Regions from separate parts of the Mus musculus genome. Here region 2 is linked to region 1. A link is a contact called in public Hi-C data. All regions are on one chromosome and are shown on one strand. Each heading gives the region's core, a stretch centred on a gene start, on an enhancer-like site or on the middle of the called end of the contact. The rest is flanking DNA. Distances are from core to core; before and after follow the strand shown. Region 1 has its middle 7.4 kb from the start of Gm41125. Region 2 has its middle 21 kb from the start of Ercc6.

The links. Hi-C and Micro-C count contacts between places; a contact is called where the count stands out from the background.
Region 2: a contact with region 1 is called in a Hi-C map of the N1E-115 cell line, with 7 times the contacts expected there. The contact joins two enhancer-like sites. A contact is called at or near these places in 1 of 15 datasets of contacts at CTCF or cohesin (embryonic stem cells), 11 of 484 Hi-C or Micro-C datasets (B cells, the Ba/F3 cell line, the N1E-115 cell line and 5 more) and 1 of 115 datasets of contacts at active chromatin or transcription factors (embryonic stem cells).

The regions. Positions count from the first base shown.
Region 1 is chr14:31,949,211-31,952,737 of GRCm38.p6, forward strand. No RefSeq gene overlaps it. Among named protein-coding and RNA genes, the nearest start is that of Gm41125, 7.4 kb to the left of the region's middle. Within about 2 kb of position 1,326, at least 4 of the 459 cell types and tissues checked have an H3K27ac peak or open chromatin away from gene starts, as enhancers often do. A contact at or near this core is called in the N1E-115 cell line, where this site is marked.
Region 2 is chr14:32,490,279-32,494,100 of GRCm38.p6, forward strand. No RefSeq gene overlaps it. Among named protein-coding and RNA genes, the nearest start is that of Ercc6, 21 kb to the right of the region's middle. Within about 2 kb of position 2,438, at least 40 of the 459 cell types and tissues checked have an H3K27ac peak or open chromatin away from gene starts, as enhancers often do. A contact at or near this core is called in the N1E-115 cell line, where this site is marked.

The DNA.
Region 1 (3,527 bases), core at 76-2,575:
GGCTGGGCTCAATCTCAGCATTGCCCTTCCCTTGTCAAGGAAAAAGTACTAGAAATGGAGAGTGGAATGGTGTTGAAGGTCCTCTAAGGTCACCGGGATCTTTCCTTTGTGCATGCCAGCCCTGCCATTTTCTCTGCTTGTCACTCCAGGCTGGCACAGAACACTCAGAGCTTCTGTCCTCCAAAGGCCTCCAAGGGACAGGCAGAAATTTCTCAAACCTCACTCACTCCCTGCATCTAGTGGTCAAGAGAGCAGGGCGAGGAGCAGAGGACATGGAAGCACACATACACAGTGACACACACACTCTCTCTCTCTCTCTCTCTCTCTCTCACACACACACACACACACGCACGCACGCACACACACACACACACACATGAACATACATGCACACTACACACACACAAATTATGCACATATAACACTCACATGCACATACACCACACACACACACTTGACACATACACGGTGCACACTCGAGAGACACACACATGTACACACACATACCACGCATGTCTTCCCATGATGGTGGAGGGGACATGAGAAATAATGGAAAAATAACTTCCATATCTGAAGAGGTGAGGAAAGGCAGACAGGACAAGACTGGGATGAGGAAGAACAGTGAGGTCGTGAGAATGAGCATTTCGGGCAATGTCTTGTGAGGTGAAAGCAGGGTCAGCAGAGACTGGAGGAAGCAGCAGAGAGGAGGGACCATCTCTTCTTAGAATCCTGCCTAGCTCTGCGTATTCACAATGCTGCAATGACTGAACACTTGGAATTAAAACAGTCAAGAACCAAATGGAGGCAGGATGGACCTGTGTGGGTGGTGGTGGGATGGACTTGTGAGCGTGGTGGGATGGACCTATGTGCATCGTGGCGGGATGAACGTGCACATAGTGGGTGGTGGCGGGATGGACCTGTGTGCGTGGTGGTTTCTTTCATCTCAGCACTCAGGAGGCTGAGGCAGGAGGATTGTGAGTTCCAGGCCAGCTGGGTTATACAGCAAAACCTTGTCAAAAGAAAACATAACTTTTAAGGTTAGTGGGATGGAGACCCCCCAAGGTGTGTTGATTAATAAAAATAACAATTAAAGTGAGTGTCAGCGTGAGAAGGCCAAGCAGACCAGCAAGATGGTTATCATTCAACACTTAAAATGCTGGCCAACTCAATTCTATTCAACAGAAGATGAAAAAGAAGGAGAGAGACTATAAAGGAGTACAAATGTATTAAAAATATTACCATCCACCAGTGTGAATCATGCCCACAGCAAGGTTAAAAGGCTCTATAGTAACTCCGTAGTAACTCTTGCACAAGCAGAGTGCATCCTGTCTGCCAAGCCTCTGCTAAGTGCTTCATTGGCATGATTCCATTCAAACCCCAAGCCCCTGGTAAGGTGCATCTGTCACCGTCATCTATTTATCAGATGAGGAAACTGTGTTCCAGATCCTAGCGGCCTAAGCAGGCAGCGTTGGGTGAGGCAGAGGAGTCGGATCCCCTGAGCCATTTGTTCTGTAACTTCACCGGCAAAGGAGCTCTTTCCACAAGACTCCAACCTATGGTGCGTATATGTTTAAACACAGTAGTGTTTGTGTAGAACAGCAGCAGCCAGTTTGGAAATATCAGGGGAAAGGACATTCTAGTCACCATGGCAACCAGAGTTATACATTAGTAAACAGTACACTTAAAAACAGCACAGGGAAAACACAAGATCTTTACTGAGAGGCAAAGAGAAAAATGCATGCATGGAGTGACATGCTGGATTAAAGCTTGGAGAAATGACTGTCCCACATTCCAAGTACCCTAGGGGTTTGCTGTGTAGCCCAGGCTGGGCCTCAAACTCAGCCTCTTCTGGCCTCAGCCTCCTGAGTAATGGAATTTTAAGATGTGCTACAATGTACACCTCTAAATTAGTATTTCTGTCAGTTCAACCACATGGGTAGTATTTATCTGTTTTGTAGCACTGGGATTTGAACTCAGGACCTCATCTTAGGAAAGTACTCTATCATCTGCACCATTACCCAGCCTTGAAATTATTCTCTTAAGAAAATTACCTAACTTCAGAATTTTATTATAGTAAATAGATCAGAGGGTCACATAAAACATTTTATTTGGAGTTAAATATGTTCTTTGCTGGAGCTCTCTCTCTCTCTCTCTCTCTCTCTCTCTCTCTCTCTCTCTCTGTCTCTCCTTCCCCTCTCTCTTGTTCTTTTAGCATAATAAAGGTAAGTGCCATGTGTTGAACTGGCTTTTATTAGAACACAGAAACATACTTGTAAAACTTTTAGGAATTTTGTGTGCTCGTTTATACATAGCTATGATTAAAAATTACATTATATGAACTGGGCTCAGTGGGTAAAGGTAGTGGCTGACGAGCCTGATGACCCAAGTTCAATCCCCAGGCATCTCCCGGTGACAGGAGAGAACGGGCTCCTGCAGGTTGTCCTCTAAGTTCACAAGCGTAGTGTGACCTGTGTTCACATAATAAAATAAACAAATGTTAGAAACTACCCCCAAACACCAACCAATGTTTGTGCTATTTAAAAATGATGGGTAATAAAACCATAAAGTCCATTTCCTTCTATTTTACTGCATTTTTCAAACTGTGTATGCTTTCAAGTTCATGCACATAAAGTGGGTATGCGGAAGGCCACGTTCTCCAATGGCATGCTGCTGTGCGTCTCTTCTCAACACAGCTCTGGGATCAGTGGCATCCTGTCAGTAGCTGGCAATTTTCTGTGGTGGGAAGACTGAGGCCATGAGATACTTCTGTTCTGCAGCTGTACAGACACCCGAGATAATCAACTCAGAAAGAGGAAAGGTTTATGTTTGGATCGTCCCACCTGTGACGAGCTGGCCTTTGGACCTATAGCAGCACAGCATGCAGGAGGGATGGGTGCACATGGTGGAACAAAACCAGTCACCTCTGCATTGCTGAGAAGCAAAGCAGAGAAAGAGGAGCAGATCAGAGTCCCACAGTCCCCAGTAAGGGCATGTCTCCAGTGATCTAAATGCCCATCACTGGGCCCTACTAGTTAAGTGTCTACCACCTCCCAATAGTGCCCAGCTACAGAACCAAGCTTGTGACACGCAGACCTTTGTGGGACATTCATGATCCAAATACCAGCACTGGTAGGGGCTCTGCACAGGTTAAGGTCTGCGTGTTTGTTCCTTTTTTCTGTTTTGTTTTTCCCTTTAAAATTGTATTGATTTGATTTGTATGCTTGCCTGCTCATGTCTGCCCAAGAGGGCCAAGAGGGCCAAAGAAGGCATCGGATCCCATATAACTGGAGTTATAAGTGGTTGTGAGTTGTCCTGTGGATGCTGGGAACTGAACCCATGACCTTTGCAGTGCTCTTAACCACGGTACCATTTCTCCAGCCTCAGGTTCTGCTCTTTTGAGGGAGCTGGTTGCTAAGCATTGGCCTAGGAGCATGTGAGCAGGCTTCATGTCTCTTCCTCCCTTTCCCTGTCTCTCATTTTCTGAATGTGTGTGTGTTTCAACAGAAGGGGGGGAGGGGGAGGGGGAG
Region 2 (3,822 bases), core at 1,188-3,687, 540 kb after region 1:
CCCTGTCTCGAAAAACCAAAAAAAGAAAAAGGGCAGACATTCTCAATGTACAGGCACCCTCTAGGGTGTCGGAATATATTCCTAGAAATTGTGGGGATAGGCATTAAATTCACTGTGACCTCTGTTCCTCTCTACCCACAATTCACTCTTCCCCCGTTGGCTTCCTCGTAGTGATCAAGCCTTCACTTACCTGTTGCTGGCTGGTTGTGTTGTACAACTTCCAGTATTCTAGAGGCAGAGGCAGGTAGATCTCTGTTAGTTCAAGGCCAACTCAAGGTCTACAGAATGAGTTCTAGGACAGCCAAGGCCACACAGAGAAAATCTGTCACAAACAAACAAACAAACAAACAAACAACAAAAGCTTCACCTGTCAGCAGTTTTCACTCAGCATGCTATCTAGTTTTCCTCCTGTCTGTCTGAGTGGCTATGGTCCCTCTGTCACAGGGTTTTCTACCACTTCTATCTTGGTGTATGTCATTGTCTGATCTGATTACATTTAATACAATCTGACAGAGCAGGGATTGTGTGCTGTCATTTGCTGTTGTGACCTCAGTGTCCAGAATGGTGCAGATGTGGAACGGCCATGGTGAACAGCCACAGAAACAGAAAAGTGGAGCTAGGAGCTCTCAGCTCACTGGCAGGCTGCATGGGGGTGCCTGATCCAGAACACCAGTTTGACTGTGGTGATGCCTATCCCTGGTTGTCAACTTAACTACATCTGGAGTGAAGTACAATTCAGAAATGGAGGGTACACTTGTGATCCAGATCCTGAGACTAGAAGACACAGGCTTCTGACCTGGATCTTGACGAAGATCTTGGTAGATGGTGGCCATGTAAAGCTTAGGCCCAGGCAAGGTGGTACACGCCTTTAATCCCAGGAGATTGAGGCAAGGAGATTTCTGAGTTCAAGGCCAGCCTAGGACTAAGCAAGTTCCAAATCCAGGTGTGGTGGCACACACCTTTATTCTGGGCCAGACGTTCTGCTGGAAGCCTACACAAGGACAATGGAAGAAGGAAGACTCACCGCTCTTCACCTGCTTGCACTTACTGGCCAGCACATCTGTTGGAACCTGCTTCTTCAGGATTCCAGCTTATACAGAAGACCAGCTGAAACACCTAGCCTCGTGAAACAGAGCAACTACCAGATTCTTAGACTTCCCATTTACACCTGCCCATTGTTGGGTTAGTTGAACTGCAGACTGTAAGTCATTACAATAAATTCCCTTAATAGATAGAGACATTGCATAAGTTCTGTGACTCTAGAGAATCCTGACTAATACATGGCCACATTGCCAACCCCCCTGCTCTTTGTACACTGAGGAAGAGTTCCAGAAGCCCCTCCTGTGCACAGTGACCTGAGAAAGCAAGCACAATGGGGCATTCTTGTCAAGGACTGTCAGGGTAAACCAGGGGACCACATACCAACACACTGGATGCTGCTCTTGGGTCGTGTGGAGGAAGCTGGGCTGCCAGTTGGACCATGGACAGGGGCATAGTGGGTTAGGGGTCAGGTCTATAGCAATAGGATCTGTGAAAGGGACCTGGGAGCCTGACCGCTAACCCTGGAGGACTGGTTAGGGCTCTTGGGGCTATACTGTTTACTGTGCCAACAGAGAGAACATTGATTGCAGCATGCCCAGTGCTTAAAGAACTTTCAAAACTGAGAAGTGACTGGGGATATGTAGTTCAGAAAGCTGTGATCTCACTTGCTCTGGACTCCTGGGGTTCCTAGAGTTAGAGATTTCCTTCCTCCCTCCCTCCGTCCCTCCGTCCCTCCCTCCTTCCCTCCCTCCCTTCTGTTTCTTCTTTCTTTTCTCTTTCTTTCTTTCTTTCCTTCTTTCTTTCTTTCTTTCTTTCTTTCTTTCTTTCTTTCTTTCTCTTTCTTTCTTCCTTCCTTCCTTCCCTTCCTTCCTTCCTTCCTTCCTTTCCTTCCTTCCTTTCCTTCCTTCCTTTCCTACCTACCTTCCTTCCTTCCTCTTTCTTTCTTTCTTTCTTTCTTTCTTTCTTTCTTTCTTTCTTTCTTTCTTTTCCTTCCTTCCTTCCTTCCTTCCTTCCTTCCTTCCTTCCTTCCTTCCTTCCTTCCTTTCTTTCTTTCTTTCTTTCTTTCTTTCTTTCTTTCTTTCTTTCTTTCTTAGACTGGGAGTCTTCTGTGTATTTCCAAAACTATGTCAAGTTTGTAGTCTTCCTGTCTCAGTCTCGTGAGTGCAGAGATTACATGTGTGTAACACCATTATTTAGACTCTGCACTTGCTCATAGAAACACAGTCCCTCAGAGCTTCTTGAAATCCAGGAGGGCTGCTGAGGAGACATGGACCCCCTCCCCCCGAGGCTTGCTTTAGTATCCACCCCTACTCTTCCCGCTGCAGTGAAGAGCACCCAGGAGGCTGTCATTTTCTGTCTCGTCTTCGCTGAGACAAGTGTGCTCAGGGACCACACCCACCCACGCATGTGGGCGGCTCCGGTTTTGTGGCTTCTGGGAGTACACAGCCGCCAGGCTGCAGCCTTATATTTTCCTGGCTTTGTGATGTCAAAGATGACTCATTAGGTGGACGCTTGCTTTACTGATTAATCTTACTTAAGCACGTTGTAGTTTTCCCTGAAGCCTCGCTGGGAGCACCGGTTTTGCTACAATAGGAACGAAATCGCAGGCAGGTCCCTGGAGCGTTGCATCCTGCCGACTCCATTTCTTTGGTCCTCCACATTAATTTACTTCAAATGACACCAAGGGGCCAATGTATTGCACACATACCTTTGCTTGATGAAATTTTTTTTTGCTTTCGTTTCTAACCATTTGTATAAAAAGCTCCAGTTTCAGCTTGTTTAGACCTTTAGGCAGGGAATTGAACTCTTCCAAACCACTTCCAAATTGCTCCCACTCTGAAAACTTGCTGAGGCTGGCTTTCTCTCTGCTGGACCGAAAGCAGAAATTCTTTTATCAGTCAGAAAACACCACACAGCACACAGGCTGTGATTCCCAGTTCTCATGCCCTCCCTCATAAGGCTTTAAATCAGTGGCTCTCAACCTTCCTAACGCTGCGACCCTTTAATACAGTTCCTCATATCGTGCTGGCCCCCAACCATAAAGTTGTTTTGTTGCTACTTCATAATTATAGTGCAAATATCTGATATGCAAGACATCTGTTACATGCCTCCCTGTAAAAGGGTTGTTTGACCCCCAAAAGGGTCGTGACTCATATGCTGAGAAACCCCACTTTAAATATTTTAGTAAAACTGCGCTCCCTGGGCTGATGAGTTGTTTGAGAAGATTTCGTATCCTTTTCTCCAATATTGGTGATGCAGTTGGGGTTTCCCCTGGCTTCTGTACCCCAACTCCGGGTTCCAACCTGTGTCCTCGCCACAATGACTCATGGGCTAGAACAGCCAGTTACAAAAGGAAATGTTGTATTTCTCCAGTGAGATATGTCCAAGGGTGACTTTTGAGGAAAAAATGATCATGTCTAGACGGTAACTATTCTGGAGAGGAAGTCAGGCCGAGAGAGCAGTGGAGACCAGTCGGGAAGCTCAAAGGACACAGGAAACCTTGGACAAACCAGGGAAGCCATGAGGTGGATGAATAAGGGAGAGGCCCTTCTTAGAGGGCAGAGTCAGAGAATGTGCCACCTGGGCTGGATTCTGGAGGTCACACTCAGAGTGTGTCAGCTCTCCAGAGAATGGGGAACTAAGGACCTTTCCTTGCCATCCCTGGGGATTCTGGTTCTAGTGGCCTGAGGGGGGATGGGAATTTTTTTTTTGATGGTAGCAATAATAACAACTCAGATTTTATAATAGCTTTATACCAGCCATCGTCTTAAGAATTCATAT